2 separate regions of the Ovis aries genome follow, and region 1 is linked to region 2. A link is a contact called in public Hi-C data. All regions are on one chromosome and are shown on one strand. Each heading gives the region's core, a stretch centred on a gene start, on an enhancer-like site or on the middle of the called end of the contact. The rest is flanking DNA. Distances are from core to core; before and after follow the strand shown.

The links. A called contact is a pair of places that touch in the nucleus more often than the background predicts.
Region 1: a contact with region 2 is called in a Hi-C map of hypothalamus, with 2.5 times the contacts expected there. The contact joins two enhancer-like sites. A contact is called at or near these places in 2 of 16 Hi-C or Micro-C datasets (hypothalamus and skin fibroblasts).

The regions. Positions count from the first base shown.
Region 1 is chr10:30,393,820-30,399,386 of ARS-UI_Ramb_v3.0, forward strand. No RefSeq gene overlaps it. Among named protein-coding and RNA genes, the nearest start is that of ALOX5AP, 40 kb to the right of the region's middle. Within about 2 kb of position 2,867, at least 8 of the 54 cell types and tissues checked have an H3K27ac peak or open chromatin away from gene starts, as enhancers often do. A contact at or near this core is called in hypothalamus, where this site is marked.
Region 2 is chr10:30,199,864-30,205,030 of ARS-UI_Ramb_v3.0, forward strand. No RefSeq gene overlaps it. Among named protein-coding and RNA genes, the nearest start is that of TRNAW-CCA, 16 kb to the left of the region's middle. Within about 2 kb of position 2,373, at least 15 of the 54 cell types and tissues checked have an H3K27ac peak or open chromatin away from gene starts, as enhancers often do. A contact at or near this core is called in hypothalamus, where this site is marked.

The DNA of each region.
Region 1 (5,567 bases), core at 1,617-4,116, 190 kb after region 2:
TGCTGTAAATTAGAACAGAAAAAAAAAAAAAAAACTCATATGAAAGTGAAAGCCACTCAGTCATGTCTGACTCTTTGTGACCCCATGGACTGTAGCCTGTCAGGCTTCTCTGTCCATGGAATTTTCCATGAATACTGGAGTGGGTAGCCATTCCTTTCTCCAGGGGATCTTCCCAACCCAGGGATCAAACCCAGGTCTCCTGCATTTCAGGCGAATGCTTTACCATCTGAGCCATCAGGGAAGCCCGTACAAACCAAACCAAAACTAAACTAAAAAATCCCTTTGGCCTTTGGTCTACTAGGGGGAAATCCCATGGACAGAGGAACTTGGCAGGCTACCGCCTATGGGCTCACAAGATTAGGGCATGACATAGCCACCAAACCACCACCACTGCTAGATCCAGAAAAGAAATCCTTCCAACCCAGTGACTGTTTATTAAATGTGAAACGTACACTCTTATTTAGAAGAGAATTTATAAAATAGGGAGAACAAGCAGTCTTTCTGCTTATAACCGTTGGAAGAAGTCTCTGTGTATTTTTTTCAAGATTCTTAAAACAAACGTTTTCTACATGTAGTTATTGTCACTGTCAAAAACTTGCTATTTAATAAACAAATCCATTGTCAGCACAGAATTCTTGGTCAGTGATTGTAAAGATGCTTTTTTCTCCCTTTAGATTCAACACTATTTTAGTTTATTTTCTTATTAGTCCCGGGAGCCATGGGAGAAAGTTCTAGAAGTAAAGGGAGTCTAGCGTCACTCTTTTTCCCGATACTGATCACATTATAATTTTACATGGAAATCTTCTTAGGGGTGGGAGGTGGGAGGGAGGTTCAAGAGGGAGGGGACACATGGATGCCTGTGGCTGATTCATGGCAGATATATGGCAGAAACCAACACAATATTGTAAAGCGATTATCCTCCAATTAAAAGGAAATACATTTTAAACAATTTTCTTGGGGAGAAAAAATGCAAGGGGCCGGAAGCGCTAAGTCCGGCTCCCTCGAGGTCGAGAGGACAAGTCAGGTACCTGTGCCACAGCCTCACTGGGTGCTGACGCCGTCTGTCCACGGGAGGACTGAGAGCCTCTGAGTGTCTCACAGACAGGACCTCCACCCTCATTGCGCCCCCCGCTCACATGCTTTCCTTGTCACAGTGCCCCGTAGGAGCCTGTTTTCACGTGTGCCCCTCTGCAGTCTGTTCCCTACCCAGTAACCAGAGGAGCTTTTGGAAAACGCCATCTCCTTGCTGTAAACCTTCCAGTGAGTCCCCAGCCCTTGAACAAAACAGCCAATCCCTCCACTGTGGTCTCTGGTGCCCCCCAACTCCGTCTCTCTGACTTCATTCCCTCCCAGTAGCCCCATCACCCTCATTCCACCCACCCCACTGACCCTGGCCTTCTTTCTGATCCTCAAATACATGAAGCTCCACCCCTGCTTAGGGCTCCGCATGAGCTGGCTACTGTCCTTGGAAAATCCTGACACCCTGGTGTTTGCCTGGCTCCTACCTTGCTCTCATGCAGAATACAGCACAAAAACTGCCTTTCGAAGTTACTTGTCCAGATCATGAAACCTAAAGCAACTCTCTCCCTTCATCCCTCACCATGTTATCACACTGTTTTTTTTTTTTTTCCAAACTTTAAACTTTTTACTTTGTATTGGAATATAGCCGATTAACAATGTTGTGGTCATTTCAGGTGAGACGCAAAGGGACTCAGCCATACATATACAGGTAGCCATTCTCCCCCATCACCCTGTTTTATTTTTATCATAGCACTTACTACCATCTGATCTTTTTTTTTTTTTTTGCTTGTTGGCTATATCCTCAAAACAGGATGCAAACTCCAAGAAGACAGGGACACTGTTTGTCCTATTTGACCCATTTCCCCAGCACCTGGAACAACACGGCACATGGCAGGCTGTCCATGCCTGTAGACTGACTGAACGAAGGTTTTACAGAAAGTTTTGGAAGCTCGTCTTATTACCAGGCACCAAATCCTCACATACACAGACTTGGCACAAGTATTTATCCAGGGCTCACTACCTGGCTAAGCACTTTACATGTGTGATTCAGTCCCTTAATCCTCACATCAGCCCTGGGAATTCTGTCATATCATCATCCTATGTCAGAGGTTAGGGCCTGGGGCACAGATAGAAGATGTCATTGCCCATGAGCACACACGGGGTCAGAGGATGACTGGATGGACCCTGGCAATGCACCTCCACACTCACTAAGCTGTGCTGATGACTCCAAATAAACCCAAACCCTGGGACACAAAAACCCAGGTGGCACTAGTGGGAAAGAACGTACCTGCCAACGGAGGAGATGTAAGAGGCCCGGGTTCGATCCCTGGGTTGGGAAGATCACCTGGAGAAGGAAATGGCAACCTGCTCCAGCATTCTTGCCTAGGGAGTCCCACGGACAGAGGAGCCTGGCAGGCTACAGTTCACGGGGTCGCGAAGAGTCGGACACAGCTGAGCACGCACATGGTATGGGGGGACACAAAGGGACCCGGGTTCTGGAAGGTATTCCCTGTGAGGCTTTCGGTTGTCCGTGTTCTTTCCTTTATTCCATTTGTTGAGTTCTGGTCATATTTCAGAGTCAAGAGGAAACAGAACCAGGGAGTGACTTGGCAAGACTTAGGAGCGAGCCAAAGACAGAAGGTGGAGGAGGACCCGGGATAGAAGCAGTCTTCAGTGTCCACCCACCCATCCATGGCCATTCACCCAACACCCAACACCTCCGGGCACCATTCTGGGTGCATCTGTCTATGAAGAGGCGGTGAGAAGAGCAGAGGCACAGAGAAAGGGAGGGGCAGGAGCTGAGGATAGAGCAGAAGCTCCATGGGCTCCAGAGGGAGCCCAAGAGCAGGGTTTCAGGCTGTCGGATGGCAAGTGGTGAGGTCTAGAGGCAGGAACGTGCGTGGTATGTCCAGAGACCAGCAGGACTGGGTCTGAGACAGGGCTGCAGTGGGCAGGGCCAGGGTCAGGGAAGAGAGAGGACTTGCAGATGCTGTGAGGTGTTGGGATTTCACTCTGAATCAACAGGAAGCCGTGGTTTGACTGACAGTTTTCAAGAGTCACTCTGGCTACTCAGGGACTGCAGGGGACGAGCATGCAAGGGGAAGATCGGCCAGGGCGGTGGTTCTGCCCCCCTAGTGGACACCCAACAGCATCTGGACACAGGTTTAGGTCATCAAGTTGGGGAGGAGGGGAGTGGACGACTGGCAGCTGGGTGAGGATCGGTCAGGGACACTGCCAACCCTCCTGCACTGCACACGAAGCTCCCCCAACAGAGAGTTATCCAGCTCCAAACGTCAGTCGTGCCAAGGTTGAGAAATCCAGAGTTAAGGGATTACTGCAAACATCCAGGGAAGATGGACTAAATAGTGACTGAGCACCTACTATGTGCCTGGCAATGTTTCAGGAACTGAAGATACAGAGATGAACAAAACAGACCAGGTCTGCACCTTCAGGAGTTTACAGTGTGGTAAGAGTGGAAGCTTCAAACAGAGTGGAGGTGGTGGAGGGAACGAAATGGCCCAGTTTGTCTCTCTTCTGAAGGTAAAAACCAACAGGGTCTTCTAAGGAGAGGATGTGCAGAATGAGAGAAAGAGGAGTGAAAGGTGATCCCAAGGCTTCGTCCTGAGAAGTAAGCACCGAGTTGCCATTTACTGAGATGAGGACCGTGGGAGTGGGGTGGGGTGGGGGGAGGTGATTTGAGGGTTGGGGACATCAGGAATTTTGTTGTGGACATGCTAAGTGGAGATGGGGGAAATTGGAGATTTAAACCGGGTTTTTCTTTTTTTAAAAGAAGGGGTCTTTTTCAGTAGGAAAATTGTTTTTAGAAATTGACCAATGTGAATAAGCACCCCAAGGAATTCGGCGTAGACGTAAGAGTACATCCAGGAGATTCTCCCCCCAGGCTGAGCTCTCCTTCTTGAGAGTAGCTAACCTCCAACCCTGCAGAGGCTGGGGAGGGACAGGATGAAGCAAGAAGTCAAATGAAGAAAGTGTTCCGAGAGACGAGCACGATCAAACCACGTCAGGGAAATACTCCCACGACAGGAAGAAAAACTAAAAACCGCCCCTTCCCCATTTCTCAAAATTAGAAATTGATCTGGTGCAGTCTCCCTCAATTCGGTCCACTCATCACTTCCTTATATATTGCAGACTCTCCACTTATTCTGATAGATAATTAAATTGGATATTGTACAAAATGCAAAAATGATTCATACTACTTCCCGTCCTCATGAAGCTTTCCATCTGCTAAGGGAAATACAACATGCACAAAATCTCCTGCCACATCAAAGGGAGGAATTAATCCATCAGTCCTCAGTGGGCGTCTGCTGTATTCACAGCTTGTGGCTGAAATAACACATGAGAAAGGCGAGAGAAAGGCTTCTGTCTCATGGAATTTACAGTCTCGTTGTGGAGCTTGGGTATAAACAGAAATGAAATACTTAGAGGAGACATAGTGGGGAATGGAGATGCTCTAAGTGTGGGAAGAAGGAGGAAGCCATTCATTTTGAAAGGCCATCTTACTGTCTTCCAGCCTGAAATGTCTCCCTTTTTGCTGGGGTTCATATATGTGTAGGGACTGAGGGTCCCAAGGAACCTGGGGATCAAGAGGATGAGCATGAAGCAGCAACAACCGTGAAAACCTCTGAGCAAGTGACCCTGATGCCTACTGGCCACGGGCTGACTGCAGGAGGAGACTTTTCCCTGGAGCTCAGACTCAGGCCCAGCATTCCCTAGGGCTGGTGGTGGCAGGGGAATTAGCGCCAACACGGAGCCTAGATATCTCCATGTCTCTTCCCATTCATTACCTCCCAGCGGTTATTTCCCCAGAAGTAACCAGATAAAAGCAGTTTTGCATTTGAAATGAGGAGGCTTTGGAAAAATCGATTTCCACACCAATTTCTCTCTCAGGTCTGATCTACTAACCCGAAATAGTTTTCAATTCTGCACATCTCAGTATTAGAGTAAGAAATTCATGGATTTCTGCATTAATAGAACCAAATTCTCATATTATAAGGAGCAAACCTCCAGTATTCACAGGAATTCTTGGTATAAGGGGTCGATGAGCCTCAAAGGACAGTCAGGCATTTACTTTGTTTAGCCTCTCTTCTAGAGTATAAGCCAGGTGGTAAGGTAGCGGATTGCTGGGCAATATGCTTCAAGTTTTTGCAAAATCTTTACACCTTTTTCTATAAAAAATCTTAGGCAATTCTAAAGATAAACTTGAGATCAAAGAAACCATGTATTTTCTTTTTGTACTAATTCCTGAAATACTGTTTCAGGAAGACTCAAGAGACCTCAGAAGGAAGATAGAAGGATAAAGTACTTTTTCAGAAAGTTTACTTCCTCTATTTCTACTTGTCTTCTTTTTCAAGTCAGTTTGGTTTTTAGTGACAGTGCGTGTCTAGTTGCTTAGTCGTGTCTGACACTTTCTGACCCCATGGACGATAGCCCACCAGGCTCCTCTGTTCATGGGGTTCTCCAGGCAAGAATGCTAACTAGAGTGGGTTGCCTTTTCCTTCTCCAGGAGATCTTCCTGACTGCAGGAT
Region 2 (5,167 bases), core at 1,123-3,622:
TCCTATCAGGTGGCCAAAGTACTTCATAATCATTTCCCGTGTATTTTACTTTGGATTTTCTAATTAGGTTGTCAAATTTCCAATGTGAATGAAAGAATATTCTTAGCTTTCACCTACGACCCCACTCTGCTTTCCCATCTCCCTGCCTCTAGCACCTAATTCAGTCCTGGCTCAAGCACCTCTTTAGAGATGATATATCAAAGATATTGGCTGAGTAGGCTGGGGGGTAGACCAGATGACCACCTTGCTCTGGGACCTCTGGGTCCACAAGATATGTTGACTGACTGATTTAAACTAGGTCAGCCAAAATTAAATGGAACCACTTGATGGGCATCTTGCCCAGCTTTAATTAAAGAGGCAGCCACAGTGCTTCACTGGACTGGTATGAGGACCTACAGGAATCAGCTCTACTGACCTATTTCTCTCTGGTAAGTTCTACCCCAAGCCTATTTAATTTTTATTACTGGATTGAAAGTTTCCATGGGTTGAGGCTTTCACTATGTTCTTCAGCAGCCATTCAGGTCTCATGGTTGGAACGTACTGTGCAGTCAGTAAACAGGCCTGCTTACCCTCACCCCCTCCCTCTGGGTCCCAGAACCCTCTGGGCTTCCACACTGGATAGCTGTTTGTTTCTGACTAAGGAGGAAAAGTTTAACCTGATGAATCACCAGCAGCTCTTCCTGTGACATTCTCAGGGAAACTACAGCCTGCTTAGGAAGAACTCCGAAGCACTTCACTTACTGTGGATTCTGATCTACACAGACAGGGAAAATTTTGAGTTCTGCTCTGTGTCTGCACACCAAAGCTTCCTTACCAGCGCTTTTCTCTCTTAGAGATTTCCTGTTATCAGGACTATGCCTACCCTAGAGTCAGTCCGAAATAAATAAGCTCAATGAACAGGACTGTCCTAGGGGGGAATTTATCACTACCCCCATACGAATCTCACCCAGATACCACTTCTTAGGTAACCATCTCAGGTAACTGCCCAGTTTCCTCATTTGTACCAATAAGCAAGGGACTATTACTTTCAGTTCTCCCAAGGATGGCACATGACTAGCATTGTTCTAGATGTACAGGTAGAAAGCTAATCTGTATATAGCAGAGATGGCTTTGGACATGACTGGCCTAGACTTTATTAATGGAGGTCTTTGTGGCAAGAGTCCAGGTTATGGAAAGGGAGCTATTCTGGTATCTATAATATTCTAGTAGTAGATATGCCAAAATTTCAAAGAAATGATTTCACTGAACTTCAAGATAGTCACCAATCTGTTCAAGTCCTTACAATACTCAAATAGCTCAGAAAGGGTATAAAAGTAGATTATTCACCTCCTTAGGAAACAAGTTTCTTCAGACTCACAGACATAGAGAACAGTTGTGTGGTTGCCAAGTGGGAGGTGGGTAGGGGAGGGAAGGATTGGAAGTTTGGGATTAGCAGATGTAAATTAGTATATATAGGATGGATAAACAACAAGGTCCTACTGTATACCACAGGGAACTCTATTCAATACCTGTGAGAAACCATAATGGAAAGGAATATAAAAATAAGAATGCCTATATGTGTACAACTGAGTCACTTTGCTGTAAAGCAGAGATAGGCACAGCAGAGAACATCATCTATGCTTCAAGGAAAAAAATTTAAAAAACCATGTTTCTTAGTACGCTGAATGCAACACTGACGAGTATTTCTAAATGATCTTTAAGTGCGTGATCCTAGACGAGATGTAGCAAAGAAAGAAGCCCAAGAATAGTCAGTCACTAATCAAGGCAGCCTTTGTGGTATGACAATGATAAACCAGGTTTCCCTTGTCTTTGTCTCAGTAGCTTCCTTTATGCTGACTGTGTCCCTGATTCCAAGGATACTTGCCCATCAAGAAGTAGGCAAAATGTGAAGACCTTGAAAGCCGACAAAGGGTGCTTAGGGGACCTTAAGTGATAAAACAGCCAGAGTCGGTGCATCTGCTTCATATATAAACTAATTTCTCTCTTGGGCACAACTCATAATTTTGTGAGATGGCAAGGTGAGCTCCTTAATGATATCTTCACTGTAAGCTTTTTATCAGCCTAGAGAAAATTCGTGTTGTTGTTTTTTTTTTAATGAACATCCAGTGAAGGCTCAATACTGTTGAAAAATGTCCAGACTTTTAAACATTCAAACATAGTTCCACAAAGAGCCACCCATGATTGACACTTTATCTTATTAAAGTGCTGTTAAGAACCATAACCACGAGCTACAAGGACTAAAGCAGCATACTCTGCAATCTATTCCTGAAACAAAATGCAACTCTGATTTGCTTGGAACCTAAATCAAAGGAACAGTCTATGGGGTCATTCACTTCCGGTCCACTAGGGGGCAGTGAATGATCGGGTTTCCCCCAGGCAGCGTTAATGACGGTTGCTATATATACACCTGAAGTGTGGCAGGCCTTTTACACAAAGTGAGCAGTGCCGCAGTGATGACAGGTGCAAGGAGCAGCCCGTTATTGCTACCAGCACAGTCTGTCAGGAGGATGAAGTGAAATGGATCATTTGCATTTTCACCAATGAACTTGCATTGTAATGAACAGGCAGTGTTGCCTGGATGGGGCCCTGGCTTTGCCTCCCTGGCTTCTGTTGGACTGCTGCCAGTCACCCGGCTGGACCGCACCCAGGACTGCAGCGCGGTGGACAGACAGAGCCGGGGAGCTGCATTTAACAATCGCCTGGGGCTGGTGACCACCGGGGTGCCGGTACGCATCGTGGGGGTGTGGGTGGGGTGGGGTTCCCTCTCCCATCCCATCCCTGTGCCAGTGTCCGCTGGGGGAAATTCCAGGCCTTGGAAGCTGCAGCAGTGCATATCCAGGGATCCAGATCATGCATACCGCAGTCTGTGTGAATGGCGCCCCCTGGAGTCGGGGCGTGCAGTTGGGAGTGCAGAGTCCCTGCTCCCACCGTGCAGGGCCCTGGACTGCAGAATCACCCACCTGCCCTCTCCTGGGTGCTCAGTTTTTTTAAAAAAAAATCTGCCTTCAAAGGCTCTAAGGAAAATAGAAAGGCCACATATAGGCAAAGTTTGAAATTGAAACTAGCTGGATTTCAGAGTTGGCCAGGGTCCCTCTCCCTTCTTCCTCAGTCCCACCGCCGATCCAAGTATCTGGCACCCTCCTGATGGTCGTCTTTGTCCTGTTCCAACATGCTCTTCAAAAAGATTCTAGGACATCACACCATCCACCTCGGTTGTGTTTACATCACTTGGTCTCCTCTCCCACCGGAATTTGCATTTAAGCCTTATTTCTAATTGTGAGGCAAAATCCAGAGAAAGGTTTCCTCCCTCCCGCATCCTTCCCCTTGGCCCTGATTAACAGGAGCCTCCCCTGACTAATGGGAATTAAACCAGACGTGTGTTTCCCGCTGTGCTCCGGCTTTAAAGCTTTCTGAGTGATTCCTTCCTTCTCAGCCCTGTTTCTTCACACATTTACCTGGAACATCCCTTTCGTTTTACTTGAAAGCCAGTAAAGCACAGTGGTTAAATGCCGGCCGGGATTAGGCTGCTTGGGTTCAAATCCCAGCTGTGTCGGCCCGTAGCAGCACATAGCCTGGAGAGCCCATGTGACTGCTCTGTGCCTCAGTGTCCCCGCTATCACAGATGGCAGTAGGAACGTCGCCAGATGGCGGTGGTGTGAGGACTGAAGACGCAAGCACAGCACCAGGCAGAGGCCGGCACTCAGACATGTCACTTGTCAGAATTTCGTGCATTTGCCATAACGCTGCATTTCCTCTTCTCTTTCCTCTACTTGTGCCTCACCTTCCAGAAACAGATCCTCCCACCTGCCTCCCCCCCCTTTGCTCCTCCCTGAAAGGACAGCACATGGTCGTCTGGCCCCTGAATCAGTGACGACTGCCCCCTCATGCCCTCCACACCTACCTGATCATCACCATAGAGAAGCAGGCACTTGTCAGGATCCTCGTAACTAGAGCAAAGAACGAAAAAAGGAAACATCTTCAGACATGGAGCACAACAGCAGCTCGGGGGAGGGGGACCCAAAGACTGTCCTTTATGTCACGCTTATGTTCTATTTGCAGAACAGTCTTAGACACAGGCACTTGTTTACTTCACCCAGATCGGAAGTGATTTCAGATTTCTCTTCATTTAATCATCTCATTCCACTGTGTAGGTTCATAATTAAAATAAGAAACTTATTTATAAAACCAGTGCCAGAGCTGAGAGCTAGCTGAAAGGAGGCGCTTGGGCTGATGAACCCTCTCGGTCAGGAGACCTCCGAACCACACCGGCCAGCCTGGAAGGAGAGGCAGGGGCCTGCCTGACATGGACAGCATCTCCCCCACCGGATGGGGGTTGGAGGGAGTGGGGGAGAAGGAGCAATGGCTCCCTAATCCTGGTGTCCAAGAAGGAGAGTGGCCAGTTTCATGGGGAAATGCTCCACTGCCTCACTTTGGGTAAATGGCTGGCTTCAAGGGTAGGGTGCCCATCAGCTGGTGCCAGGGCCAGAGGGAGAGAAAATAGTTGCTGATGAAGATGTGAGCGTGGGTGGAGTTGGCTGGCAGAGGGGATGATGGGGCTGAGAAAGAGTAGGAGGAGGGAGTATGGACAGCGGGCAACAAAGTGGCAAGACCCTGAGTGTCTTCCCTTCCCAGTGACCCCTCAAATCTCAGTATTATCGGCAAAAATCACTAAATGCTTGGTGTGGTTGGATTTCTTGTCAAACAGGTAAAGGGGCTGAGTGGATACATGAGGAGGAGGCCTGCCAGTATCTGGGAAATAGCAATGAAGGCTTGTCTGACATTATGCGGCTACATTATGTGGCTACATGACATTTTTTTGGAAGTACAGCTGATATACAATATTATGTTAGTTTCAGGTGTACTACAGAATGATTTGACATTTGCATATATTATGAAATGATCACCATAAGTCTAGTAACCATCTGTCCCCATACATGGCTACATTAAATTTAACAAATAATTTGTCACTTTGAATTAGATTAATTTATTACTCTTATTTCCAGAGACAGAAGGAACCTACAAGAGACACTTCTTTCCCGTGTCAGTATCAGAAGTCTGTACGTATCTTAAACACCTTAATTGATATCTTATAGACCCTACCAAGTGGCCAGTGGATGTTGTTTCCTTCTTTTTTCTGGCTTGTAGGAAACGCAAAGAAAAATAGGTT